Regions from separate parts of the Mus musculus genome. Here all the other regions are linked to region 2. A link is a contact called in public Hi-C and promoter capture Hi-C data. All regions are on one chromosome and are shown on one strand. The core of a region is the stretch at or near the end of the contact, and the rest is flanking DNA. Distances in the headings are between cores, read along the strand shown. Region 1 holds the start of Nrcam (neuronal cell adhesion molecule). Region 2 holds the start of Dock4 (dedicator of cytokinesis 4). Region 3 holds the start of Ankmy2 (ankyrin repeat and MYND domain containing 2).

Region 1 (4,286 bases), core at 1,106-3,605, 3.9 Mb before region 2:
ATTGCCGGGACCTCTGGTCACTGAGAACAAGTTAGTGACAGCAATGGACCAGATTGTGAATACACACACACACACACACACACACACACACACACACACACATCAGTGGAGATATAAAAGCCCATAAAAGAATTATTGGAGTAAAAAGTTATTCCATAATACTGTCATCTGAACCTCAGCATTGCCTGTTACCAAAAAAAGTCTGCACACCTCCGAATTAAATAGCTTTGTATTTGTATTCAATGGAATAATATTTTGGCGTTGAATACTCAGGATTTGGGCTTCCTCTAAATTCATGAGAAGTCTCAAGAAGACCACACTTTCAAAGTCTTTGATGGGAAAGCTCCGCTGCTCCCTAGCTACGTATGTGGTCTTGTGAAAGTTACTTGACCTGTCTAAGCTACTCTCTTAATTTTGAAATGGAGTTGTTATAAGAATTGACATGAGATGTTGTGTGTGCATAGTTCCTGCACACCTGGAGTTTCCCAATAAGTTGACTACCATATCATTAATGTAGAAAGAGTTCGCCTGTCTCCATTGTTTTAGCACTTCTGAAAGGCCTCACAGCAGGGAATGGGTGGTTAGCATAGGCCGTTTCAGAAGCAGCCCAATTCAAGCAGGTTTTGTATTCAGGGGTCACTGTGTTCCTCCCCACAACAACCCCAGGGGGAGCTCCTGGTGCGTGCGGAAACAAGGCTGCCTACCCCATTATACTCTGCTCCACGGCTTCCTGCTAGAGCTTCAGCAAGGAAGGACCCTGTGCTTCAAAACCACACTTCTTTTTAATCAACCATCCAAGAACAGAGAAGGAGAAGAACATTTCCCTCTCTGGACTTTTTCCCTCTCAGTTTACCATGGTGCTGGAGCTATGGGTGAAGATGGTGAGGTAGGAGAGGGACTCTTGCTCATGGCGACTCTTCTCTGTGCTTGCAGACGCACAGGGACCTCCAGCCAGCATCAGGGATGTGAAGAGGTAGCCCGGAGCAAAGGGAAAGAAATGACCTGCCTACCAGCCCGGTGGACTCAGGGAACTCGTGCTGCACCTGCTATCCAGAGAACACTTCTCAGAGAATGACTCCCTAGCTCTGCCTACTGTGAAATCCGGTCCCTGTTCTGTGCCGTGGCAGATGTGAACCGAGAGTAGCCGGATCCACACACCCCGGGAACCAGAGAGCCGCAGCGCCCACCCGCGCTGCCTGGAGGGCCCGGGGCGGTGCCGGGCACAGATGGCGCTCGCAGCTAGATGATGCTCTAACGCGGGCAGTCACTCCAGGCTCACCACAGTACTCCCGGGCGAAGCTGTAGTCAGATCCCACCCTGAGAGCCTGCTCAGGGCAGAGGCTCTTCCCAGTCTGTCCCAAACCCGGTACACCAGCCCTGAGAAGCCCCTGTCCACAGAGGCTGTGTGTGGTGGGGGAACTGTCACGGCCCTCACCTGGAAGCCAACAAAGCAAGTGTCCCCAGCGCACCATCCCTGGTGTCTATCCTGTTCCCCTCTGATTCCCTGAGTCCTCGCCAGGGCTGAGAAAGCCGAGGTGGGCAGTCAGCATCGCCGATTCCCCTCCCCCGCCCCCCGCCCGCTCACGGCGATTCGCCCAGGTGTGAGCACATCTGAACAAAGCCCACGCCCAGATGTGTCCGTGGGGACACGAACGCGCGCACGCTGCAGCGCGACCAGCGGGACTCAGTCGCGCTTCGCCGCCGGGCGACCCTGTCTTGTGACACTGCATCCACTGCGTCCCAGCCCAGAAAGCTGTGTAATGCCGGTCTGTCCACAGGCAGACCTCTAGTCAGGGCTTCCAGAGAGGCTGAAGTTAACCCGGGACCCAAGGAGCTGGTGGGCTCTCGCCCGTGGTACCCGAGCTGCGGGGGTCGAAGCCGCGTCCTCCCAGGGCGTGCGTCTCCTTTTTCCAACCAGCGCCCCGACTATGTCAAGGGCTTGCAAGAGAAAACGAAGTCGCCGACCTCTTTCTCCCAAGCTGCAAGTGCTGCCAGACTCCCACAAGAGCTCGGGTTGAGCCGGGGCGCCAGTGTCTGAGTGACAACGCGGCAGCCTCGGGCTCCTTGTTCTGCTCCAGCCGCGTCCACCCACCAGGACAGAATGTCACTAATGCAACCGCCAGACACACCCAGGGCTACTCACGTTTTCGTGCCGCGCCCACCTCCCTGCCGGGGCGCTACTGCCTAAGACCCCGGAGCCCAGCTGTCGTGCGTGTTTCCGAAGCTTCCGAAGCTGTCGCCTCCAGCTGCCCCAGTCTCCGTTTCTGCACGGTCCCTCGCGCCCGCGCGTCTCAGGCTCGGACTCCGGCGCGCGTCCGCCAGCGACCCAGGCGAAGCGCGCGTCCTCGCCGCTCCCGCCCTCCGCTCCCGGCGATACCCAGCGTCGCGCTCAGGCCCCTCCCGACTCTCTTAGCGTCCCCGCGTCCCCCTCCCCCGCACTCACCGGGCGTCGCCCGCCCCCTCCCCTCCGGCCTAACCCCCTCCCACCCACCCACAGCTTAGGCTGCAGCGAATGGGCTCCGGCCTTGAGCGCCTTGAGGACTGGGTGGCCTCTCACCTGAGAGGTCGCGCTACTCCGGACCTCTGCCACCACGCACCGGGTGAGGTGGTGGCTGTAGGGCCAGGAACTCAGGACTTGAGTGTTCAGGGGAATGGGTGACTGGGATGTGTCTACAGAAGATGTTCCAGAAAACCAGTGTTTTAAATGCCACTCTCCTTGGTTTAGATTTCCGTGTGAGTGTGATGGATGGATCCGGATCACACATTCCCTCCCGCCCTCCTCTCACCTCCAATCCTTCCGCCTCTCTTCTATTCCTCTAAAGTATTTCGTGCTTTTGCAAACTCTACTTGGCATGGGTTGGGTACTGGTTTATAGTTTTACAACTGTCATTTTCAAATACACTTGAGGAAGGGTCCCTTTAGCGTGTAAGCGGATGCTACTTTCAGTAGGGATTGGGTTTCTGGAGTAGTTGACATAAGCTTTTCAGATTGCAGAGTATTATACAAGTTTTGTGTTTGTTTGTTTGTTTGTTTTTTCAATGCAAAAGTGTGTAGAATTTTTTAAAAGAATATGTAGAATTTGAGTAAACCCACTGCATACTACACAATTCAGATTCTTCAGGACCCTCACCCCTTCCAGCATGATGGTGTCCAAGGCACATAGCCTCTTACCTGGGCCTACTTCCTTCTGCAGGCCCGGGTACAGTCAGCCTGGTATTACCCAGCTGGACCATTTACTTTTGGAAGCTCTCTTCAGCCTCTACCTTCAGCCTCCAGAATAGGTGTTAGATTGGCACTCATGAATAAAAACAGATCTGGCCCGGGCCATGCTTCAGAGTCTTGATAGCTCCTCTGCCCTGCTGTGACTTTACTTTGAACTTAAGCTTCAACCCACATTCACTCATGTGCACAGTGTCTCTTCTTTCTCCTACTGCCCAAACATACAGGATCCCCTTCATAAAAGAAAGTACTTCAAAGCTTCAAAGAGTACTACGATTCACACTTGATCCCGAAACCCATAGTCTTAACCACTGTGCCATGCTGTGTCAAGGACAGAGCACAGAATGTCTCTTCCCGTGAGGAGCACCTCCGTAGAGAGCCATGGAGCCCTCCAGTGGTACCTGGGGTGAACAGGCTTTAGACGTTCCTCTGTTTTTCAGTCCTATCTCCCCCTCCCCTCTCTCTTTTTCTCCCTTTGCCTGATTTTCTCAACCAAGTTTCTTAATCCATATCCATACTGCAGGCCTCTCAGGGAGACTACCCGACAACTTGACCTCAAATTTTCTGAAACCAAGCATGTGCCTAGCTACGCTAGTAATGATCAGTCTACCCACCAGCATGTGCCCCACTCTCTCCACCTGCTCTAACCCTGTGGAATCAGAAGTTTAGACTACGTAAACACAGAAACTTGGTTTTAGCTGTCTTTTTTTTTTTTTTTAATTATAAATTGTAACTTTTTTTTTTTTTTAACCACCACCACCCTCCTAGCGGAACTCAAGTGAAAGGTTGGTAAACTCCAGATCAGAAAGATAAAAGCACTTAAAAAAAAAAAAAAGTATGTTAGCTGGGCCTGGTGGCCCATGCCTTTAATCCCAGCACTTGGGAGGCAAAGGCAGGCGGATTTCTGAGTTCGAGGCCAGCCTGGTCTACAAAGTGAGTTCCAGGACAGCCAGCGCTACACAGAGAAACCCTGTCTCAAAAAAAAACAAAAACAAAAACAACAACAACAAAAAAGTATGTTAACATCATTAAGTAATCTTCTACAAGAATGGTATCTACCTGTGTCA
Region 2 (4,552 bases), core at 913-3,412:
CTTGACTGATCATATCCGGTTGCCATTCCAGGAAATCCCAGAGTGGTTTTTAAGCCTCTGCCCACAGCTTGTAAAGAAAGGCGAGAGAAAAACTAATCGATATCAGCACCCAGCTGTGACCTGGCACGGAAGGAAATCTGGAAAAATAAATGTCATCCATAACCTGTATCATTTAACACTTGCAAGAACACAACCACTGGGATTGACTCTAAGGTGGACAGTGTTGCCGGGGTGGATCTGAGATTCCTGCACCAGGTGTCAAGACTGGTGCCCTCTGGTTCCTCAGCCCTCAGACAAGGAAATGCCTTTTCCCTTGCAAGGGTTATCTGATCCCCCCCCCCCCCAAAAAAAAGAGGAGGGAACAGAGAGGAAAACAACCTCTATCTACACCACTCTGGGAGAGCCCTTTGGCAAGAGAAGCTGGAAACCTTTCGCAAAGGTGGGCACACGACAAACTATTGTCTTGCTAACCAGTCACAGCCCAGAAAGGAAGCTCATGGAAAACATGACTGTTGAATCAGAGAGTCCCTTCAGTAGATAAAGTCCGATCCCTAGGCAAAGTAGGGGAGGTAAAATCTGCAGTGATTAGGGTTCCCCTGAAAGGTTTTACAGATTTTTTTTTAATTACAGGAGAATGAAGTCAGAGCATAAATACGTCTCTGTATCATATAAATTACTAGGTCCGTCCACAATAAAAACAAGAACGCCAATCGGCAGAACGGGGCATTATAGGAAATGAAGATTGTCAGTAAAATCTATAATGCTTTCTTTCTGTTAGACCTTCTGGGAGGTTATAATTGCATTTGGCCAATTCGGGCTTGTCAGTGAGCCTGGCTTCTTAATAGTCTCAACCCTAAAAGGAGTGACTGTCAAAGGGGGAGGGGGGTACCCAGCTGAAATCAAACAACAAAAACGGGAACTGTAATCCTACCGACAAGGGAGGAGGGAAGGGAAGGGAGCCTCCTGTATTCATCAGTCAACATTAATGGTCTTTGTTGTTCACCTTTGCACAGAACAGTGAATGCTATCCTGTTCCTTTTTCTCTCAAATCAGTGCCAGGGTAGTCCTCTCCTAAAGCTGCCTGCCAGCCTCTAAGAGCCAGGCTTTCTGACCCTCCTCTCCCTCGTCACTTTCCAGCCGGCCTCTATGACCCCCACTGCGCTCATTCCCTGGTAGAGAAGGTGGCCAGAAGTAAAAACCCTGCCAAAATCTCGGTTCCCCTCCAAGGACCAAAGAGCGCAGGAGCACAGATGTTGAAATTTACCAACCCCCCTGCTCGCAACACACACCCCAAACACCCGGGAGGCGAGGGAGGAAGGAGGCTACGTCCCGACTCCGTCTGTCACAGGGGCTACACTCTGCACTCTGGGAATGCCGACCCCAGCCGCAGGGACTTCGCGCCTCCCTACTGTTTGGGAGTATTCTAGCAGCCGGTTCCTGGTCTCCCTCATCACCCCGGGAAATCTTAGCAGCCCACTGCCAGCTCTCTGCCGCTGTGGGCCAGCAGGGGTAGAAGGGAGAGAAACCCTGTTGGCTTCCCCTTCCAACTTGACACGCAACACGCCCCGCGGCCGCTCCAAACTCCGCCAGCCAGCAGAGACCGGAGCGGCAGTCCGGACGTTCTGGGATCGGGTTCGAGGAGCGCCGAGTGCACGGTGAGGAGCGAGCCCCCCAGTGCTCGCCCCTCAGCCGGAGGCCGGTGCGGCCAAGCCCGGGACCCGCTGTGCAATGCCAAGACCTGGCATTTGCAGCCTGGAGCGGAGCGAGCTGCGTGGGGGCAAGGACCAGAGCGTGGTAAAAGTTCGCCCGCGAGCACTCACCCACGCCGTATTTCTCGTGCTCCGTAGGTATCCACATGGCTATGAAGGGCGTTGAGGGGCTCCGGGCTGTGCAATCCCCGCGCCCCTCCAGTGGCTCACAACAATGCACCGCTCCCGAAGAGCAGCTGTGTCGCTGGAGCACAGCGGATCGCGCGGGCTGCGGCGCTGGGCAGGGTCTGCTCCCGGGGCTCCGGAGCCGGCACTGACACTACACCGCCGAGGCGGAGCCGCCCGCCGCTCTGCCGGCCGCGGCTGCTCACAGCCCTGCGACGCGCTCCCGGGGACCCGGCGGCGCAGTCATTGTTCTGATTCACTGAACTAAGCGAACACGCCGGGGCACTCGCGGGCGCACCCCCGCCCGTCAGCGCCCGTCCAGCGCTGCCTACCCACTGCCTCGCGGCATGCTGGAAGTTGTAGTTCTTACGCTCCCGGCTCCGGAAGGAGGCGGGACTACAGCGGTTGGGGGCGGGGCACCTAGTTAGGCTCGCCACAATCGATTGGTCCAAAATGTGACGGCACAGCATAGGCGTGTAGGAACTCCCTCAGTGAGGCGGCATGCGACCCCAGGCGCGTTTTTATTGGTGTATCACCGCTCCGCCCCGCCTACGGCCCGCCCCTTTCTACTGTGCCAGGTAATGGCTGCTAGTGAGGTCCAGGGGCTTCCTGTGGACCCCCGGGAGGCTGGGGTCCGCGGGGTCCGCGGCGGAATCGGACACACAGATCATGAAGGTGAGTGTGCTGTCCCTTAGGCGCGGGTGATCTGTCTTCCTTCTTCTGTGCCCGAGGTGCAGCTGGCAGCCGCTCAAACCTTTGAAGCTGGTCGGCTGGGAGACCACCTTGGTGCCAGGGAAAAAGCCGCGGGCGGGACCCAGAGATATGGGTTGGGCAGACGGAGGTTGCCAGGCTGAAGCTGTTTTGGGGTGGGAGCAGAAAATGTGAAGAGCTGCCTTCCCGGCCTCTGAGAAAGCTCCTTTGCTGTCTTCCGGTTTGGAATTCTGTGCTTTGCACTTGCCGCCAAGTGGGTGTGGGTCAGGTCTGGGTTGCACACGTGTGACTGTAAAGCTGTGATTAGCCGCTATTTCCTGACTTGTAGCCCTCGCTCTCCCCGGTTTGCTGAATTTGGCTCTGGGAAGGTGTTTTATGTAGTTTGGGACCGGTTTCCAAGTTGGAGACTAGTCACGTCACGGCTCTCTAATACTTATTTGCTGGTTGCAGGTTGTAGTCCTCTTCAAAAGGAAAGGATGTGTGTGTCTCAGGTATCATTTGGCCCTGTAGCCTGGGAGATGTTACATTCTAAGAGAAAGAGAAAAGAGAATTAAATTCACTCCAGCCCTCACAGAATATTTAAAATAGGGTTTTAAAATTCATCACAGCTACTTTGTATCAACCTGACTTTGCTGCTTTCTTCAGTTCCACTGTAGAGACCAAAAGTCAAACTTTCATCATAGACTACCTTTTCTTTTGGTCGCGCTCCACTCCCCACCCATTTTGTTTAAGTGTTAATTTTGGGGGTTAATTTGGGTTCTCAGTCCTTGTTGATGTTTTTTCCATTTAACCTTCACAGCTTTTTATCTCAGTAGCAGGGAAATAAAAGTGCAATTTCTTCCCACTTTCCATGAGTGAGATTCCTATCAATGGGTTTGCCATATATCCCGTACTTATGTTTTTCCAGATCACCAAAATTCCACATTTTAAGATATAAAGTTGGAAGCTTTAATAATTTGGCGGGGGGGGGGGGCGTTGTTTATGGTTTTTGTTTTTGTGGGGGTTTTGGTTGGTTGGTTGGTTAGTTTTGGTTTTTAGAGACAGAGTTTCTCTGTGTAGCTCTGGCTGACCTGAAACTCACTCTAAACCAGGCTGGCCTCGAACTCAGAAACCCGCCTGCCTCTGCCTCCCAAATGCTAGGATTAAAGGCGTGCGCCGCCACTGCCCGGCTTCTTCTCCTCACTGATAACTTTTTCTCACGGGTTAATTTATTTGAAAACTTGAAAATACCTCTAAAGCATAAATAATTACCTTACACTTAGAATTCATTACAAATATTTCAAGCACTTCATTCAGAGGTCTGTAGATTAAAAAAATAATAATAATAGTAACATCCACTACACAGTTCCACTTATAAAGACAAAAGTGATGCATATTTTATAACATAGTCCTTTATAATATGCATTGTATACCCCATTTTAAAATAAGAGGGATGATTCTAGTAAACTCAAAGATCTACAGCTTTCTTCTTCCTATTGTTTATCAAAGATACTTCTATATCAATTTTTTTGTTACATTTGTTAGTGAATACACTCATGTTCCATAGGAAAGATATTCCATACTCTAGCCAGTCCCCTGTTAGTAAATGTATAAAGTAGCTCTGATTTTCAATAGCATTACAGAGAGTGGATTTATATATATGTATAATATATTTGTCATATATTATATACATAATATAGATGGATAGATAGATGTTTGCCCAGTAGAGTATTAAGTTTGTGTGAGTTTTCCATGAATGCCAGTTTTCCCTGTTAAAAGTACTCATGAATATTTCCCAATAATAATCAAGTGTCCTTTACCCACTTAGTATTTTCAAAAAGTATAAGGAAATTATTAATCAAGGACCAGTGTTGAAATATGGTAAGCCTGAATTGGGTGACTAATGAAAACTTAATTTTAGGCTCCAAATTATCTTCCACAAAACCATTGAGCAGCAGTGAATTTTCAGTGGTTGTCACAAAAACAAA
Region 3 (4,666 bases), core at 1,488-3,987, 4.3 Mb after region 2:
GCTCGCTCTCCACGGCTCAGCCTGCTTTCTTTTTTTTGTTTGTTTGTTTTTTTGTTTTTGAGACAGGGTTTCTCTTTATAGCTCTGGCTGTCCTGGAGCTCACTTTGTAGACCAGGCTGGCCTCGAACTCAGAAATCCGCCTGCCTCTGCCTCCCGAGTGCTGGGATTAAAGGCGTGCGCCACCACGCCCGGCTCTCAGCCTGCTTTCTTAAAGAACCCAGGACCTGAGCCGGGCTGTGGTGGCGCACGCCCTTTAATCCCAGCACTTGGAGGCAGAGGCAGGCAGATTTCTGAGTTCAAGGCCAGCCTGGTCTACACGGTGAGTTTCAAGACAGCCAGAGCTACACAGAGAAAACCCTGTCTCGAAGAAAACCAAAAAACAAAAGAACAGAACAGGACCAACTGTCCACCTGTGGCACAGGTGGGCAAGGTTCTCTCTTACCAATCATTAATCCAGAAGATGCTGGCACAGACTCGCCTTCAAATAACTTATTGGAGATATTTTCTCCGTGGATGCTCCTCTTCCTAGATGGCTCTAACTTGTGTCAAATTCACACACACACACACACACACACACACACACACACACACACGCACGCACGCGCACACACACACCTAATTCAGACACACAGTTAATGACCATTCCATGATACGTCATACTACAATTCAGAGAAAACAAAATAAACAAACACCCAACGTTAGCTCTTCTAGATTAAATGGATGAGGACATGCCATGTCTTCAAAATGTCAATGTTGGCTGATCTTCTCCTATCTGCCAGTATTTTCTGAGAGCAATAACGATCCAAAATCCTGAACATGACAAGAATGTATCACTAAGTAAATCCACCTTGTATCTTTGTTCATAGGCTTAGGGGATTAAACCAATGAAAGCCAGCACCTGTACTCTCACAAACCTAGAGGATGAGGTGGCCCAAGAAATACAAGTAATAAGCACACTAATTATGCTTGATACAACCTTAGAATAAATCCATCCAAGAATTCATACTTCTCCTTTCACACACATATTTTCTCCAGCTGCCAATGGGTTTTCACTTTCAAGTGAACATGTGATAGCATTGGCTTGTTTAAAACCAGAATTCCTATCCCTGGTGGATTATGGGTTGAAAGCTGTCCTCTCTTAATTTTGATTGGTACAACAGGCACACAGCCGGGGCTCCAGTTCACTAACCTAAATCCCAGACCCACTAAAGGGAGCAAGAAACTAACCTAGAGACGGCATGAAAGCCAGAACTCATTGACAGCCATGCAGTTCATAGAATAAAAATCCAACCCAGAGCTCTGAGATTTCCAGCAAATATTGATTACCGTGAGAATCATGACTGATTTAGAAGTGAGATCAGTTCCTAGTCGCCTGCTGAGTTCAAACCATTGTTTTCTCTTCTCATACTCTTTAGACACGTGGACAGTCCTTGTTAGGAAGAATACATTTGTCTTCCTATCTGTGATTCTAGATGAGTTTGGCTAAGTAGAAAACTGTAAACCCAGGAGCTCTGTATTACAATGTCTGGCTTCTCTGTCATTCGAGGGCACATGTTTAATTTTTTCACTTAAAGCATCCACATTAATCATGCCCACAGGCACCGCATCCTCTTCTCAGCAAAGTGACAGTGCACGTGGTCACGCTGATGTTACCTGCCAGGTAACGGGGATGCGGCCAGGAACTCATTTGGGACATGCACTCAGGGACTGGTGGGGAAACATGGCTTCTAGTTGGCTTCCTTCCTGCAAGCTGCACAGAGGAGGCGTGGCTCGAATCCACAAAGTGGACTGGGAAGCACCAAGGAGCTCAACAAGATCACTTGAGGTCTAACATCGGACCAAGGTCAGTCGTGTCTGTGGGTGCCTGCGCCGACCTGGGCTACAGGAAGCCAGCCACAGAAGGCCTTGATGCAGAAAGCTCAGGGCGGAACATGCAGAGCGAGTTCTGTGCCCTTATAAAGAACCCCTGTTGCTGAAAGCTCCCTCCACCCGCAGCAGGGGCGGGGATCTGCAAGGGATCCAGATCCTTAAGCCTCCGGAAGTCGAAAGGGCCCTTTATACACCCGACTTGGAGCCTAGAACTACCAGGCCACTGCGGTCTTGACTGATTACGGTCAAAACATCCAATGAGCTGGCAAGCATGCATACGCAAAGACAGGCGCCCAGGGCCACGCGTGACTGTCTAAGATGTGTAGTGACAGTCGGTCGATTTCCAAAAAGCTGATTTAGAGGTCTAAGCTCGGCAACCTAGATCTGATGGCCTCAATTTTTCTGCCTCCCATCTCCCCGCCCCTGCAATCGGTCCCCAGACAGAGACAGAAAGGCTTTTTCCGGATTGCAAGTTGCCCAAGGTCCTCCGGGCCTAGGGCGCGCTCCAGGCTCCTCAATGCCCTGAGACCAGGTGTGCAGCACCCGGATACCAACCCTGCACCCGTACCTTTCCCGATCACTTCCAGCAGTTCCTTTTCCTCCTGGGTCAGCTCGCCTTTCTTTATGTGACCCATCGTTCCCGCCAGCTTGACGCTTATTCTATTTCTTTGGAAAGGTTTTTTAAAAAAACAAGAGACGTGTATGCGTCGTGGAAGACCGCCACAGCAAGGCAACTCGAGGCCGGAGCAGCAGCCCAGTGAAGTGGCAGAGTCGCTAGGGTCTCACGGCTGGGGGCTGGCGGGTGCGGCGAGCTTGAGCGAGCCGGGCTGGCGCTCTCCACAAGTCCCGCCCCCGCGCCTCAATGGCCAGGTCGGGAGGAGGAGCTGCAAGAGGCAGCAAGCGACTCCAATTGGAGCAACCTACGAGGTCCAAACCAAAAGGAGACATTTGGAAGGGGATTCAATACATCTTCTAGGTTTCCTATTCCCATGATAACCTATTAAGAAGTACAGGGACACAGGGTTCCTTGGATTCTAAGGATAGAAGTTCTCTGCCTGGTAGTGACTTCTGTGGGCACGTGCGGAGGCATTGGGATGCAGCTAGACGGGCTGCACTGCCCCTAAGAGTGGCGCGGTTCGGGCAAGGGGCGGGGATAGGGCGGGGCCGGGGCAGGAGGCGGAGCTACACCGGGTTCTGTGTGTCTGTGTCAATGTGTCTGTCCTTCACTCCTCCATTGTCTGCCTCAGCCACTGCCGCCGCCACTGCTGCTGCAGGATCCGCCGCAGCCACCAGTCTCGCGCGTCGTCGCTCCCTCCTTGGACAGGTAAGAGGTGATCAGGTGGGGCGGCGGGAGCCTGAGAGTTGAGCGAGCAGTGACCGCCTCCGAGCCAAGGGGTCCCAGCGGGCTGGAGCTGGCGTGGAGGAAGCATGTGCCACCTGGGGCGGTTGCCTTCCTCTTCATAGAGGAGCCCCCGCGCCGCGCCATCATCCATGCACGTACTGTGTATTAGTGCCTCTCGAGCGAGACCTAGACCTCGCTACGTTTGTCCGCCCCAAGAGCTCCGGGGACCGCGGGCCGGCCGTAAGCTGGCCACGCGGTGAAAGTGGCGGGTGCACATGGTCTCGTGCGTGGCGATCCCCGGGGAGGCCCACTGCCGGGAGGTGAGGGGAACACCCCATGACCAGCGACACTGGGAGAGGCTCGGAGAAGGTAAATTTCTTTTTGCAAACCTAGCCCTCCCCAGTACTTGTCTGTCATTTCTTGCCCTCTGTGGAAGCCATGGAACCTGGACCTGTGGTGTTCGCTAAGGATATTTAGAAGCGACTTACAACTGCTCTGATACTTTGTTGGGGTGTGGGGGTCTTTTTTGCTCTGAGAGAGCTGCCTGTCTTTATAACTCAGGTTTGGGGATTTATGGAACTAGGGAGGGTAGGCTGGAGAGGGCGGGGATTAAATTGGTGTTGCTGTCTATATATAGCCTTAGATTAGTTTCTTAATCCAGCCTTCATTCAACTGTGGTGTGGCTCCTGGAGCGTCCACCGTAGGTAGATAAGAGGTGAATATCGTGTGTACCTTTCTGTGCCTCCGATGCAAGGTACGCTTAAGAAAATATTCAATCATTCCTCCAAGATGCTTATCTGTAGCGTTCTACAGCGTCAATCACTGCTTCTTCGGAAATGACTGTTTAGTTTTGCTGTTGTTTCTCAACAGACTGGTATTGATGTTTCCGTTAAAACACAATTGTGCTAGGGAGAAATACTTGAATAATCATGTAGGTGGTTTTTATTAAGTAGCCCCAGGATCGCTCTTTCATTCCACGGTGCCAAGAATGATGTGAAATGCCTTTTCCTGTGGCCCCTCTACCTCGTTTTGCTCAAAGCGCGTACTAGCACTTCAGAGACCCACAGATGACGTTCCCTATCTCTTATCTTTAACCAAAATCTTTTCTAAACTCCCGCTGCCCATCCCCCAACAGCCACCGACAGACATGAGCTTCAGCTTGGGGAGGGAGGAGCAGATAGATTCTCCCATGAAAATGGTTGGTAATTATTCATCTCAATATATAACAAAGAAACTTTTGTTTGATGATGCTTTAAAAATGATGTAGCTGTTCAAACAAGCAGTAGGGCTTGTGAGAGTGACCAGTGTTGTGTAACACATAATGCTACCGCCACAGCAATTAATGTGCCAGAGGTAGTAGCCACAGACCTAAGAAAATGCCTGAGAGTAACCTCGCCATGTGACTACACATCATTTCATCAGATGCAGAGACAGAATTGGGTACTTAACTGCCAG

The links. Promoter capture Hi-C pulls out the DNA fragments that hold promoters and counts their contacts. Hi-C and Micro-C count contacts between places; a contact is called where the count stands out from the background.
Region 1: a promoter capture Hi-C map of pre-B cells shows a contact between it and region 2. The contact joins the promoter of Nrcam here to the promoter of Dock4 in region 2. A contact is called at or near these places in 2 of 39 promoter capture datasets (cranial neural crest and pre-B cells).
Region 3: a contact with region 2 is called in a Hi-C map of CD8 T cells, with 5 times the contacts expected there. The contact joins the promoter of Ankmy2 here to the promoter of Dock4 in region 2. A contact is called at or near these places in 2 of 484 Hi-C or Micro-C datasets (CD4 T cells and CD8 T cells).

What each region holds. Positions count from the first base shown.
Region 1 is chr12:44,326,954-44,331,239 of GRCm38.p6, reverse strand. It overlaps Nrcam (neuronal cell adhesion molecule), which reads right to left and starts at 2,355. Exons shown (of 31, transcript NM_176930.4): 1 at 2,144-2,355.
Region 2 is chr12:40,443,663-40,448,214 of GRCm38.p6, reverse strand. It overlaps Dock4 (dedicator of cytokinesis 4), which reads right to left and starts at 2,162. Exons shown (of 53, transcript NM_172803.2): 1 at 1,821-2,162. The coding sequence starts at 1,857. Zfp277 (zinc finger protein 277) reads left to right here and starts at 2,425. Exons shown (of 12, transcript NM_178845.3): 1 at 2,425-2,549. The coding sequence starts at 2,456. Gm40406 (a long non-coding RNA gene) reads left to right here and starts at 2,556. Exons shown (of 2, transcript XR_872699.3): 1 at 2,556-4,552.
Region 3 is chr12:36,155,195-36,159,860 of GRCm38.p6, reverse strand. Ankmy2 (ankyrin repeat and MYND domain containing 2) reads right to left here and starts at 2,737. Exons shown (of 10, transcript NM_146033.3): 1 at 2,438-2,737. The coding sequence starts at 2,504. It overlaps Bzw2 (basic leucine zipper and W2 domains 2), which reads left to right and starts at 3,036. Exons shown (of 12, transcript NM_025840.3): 1 at 3,036-3,193.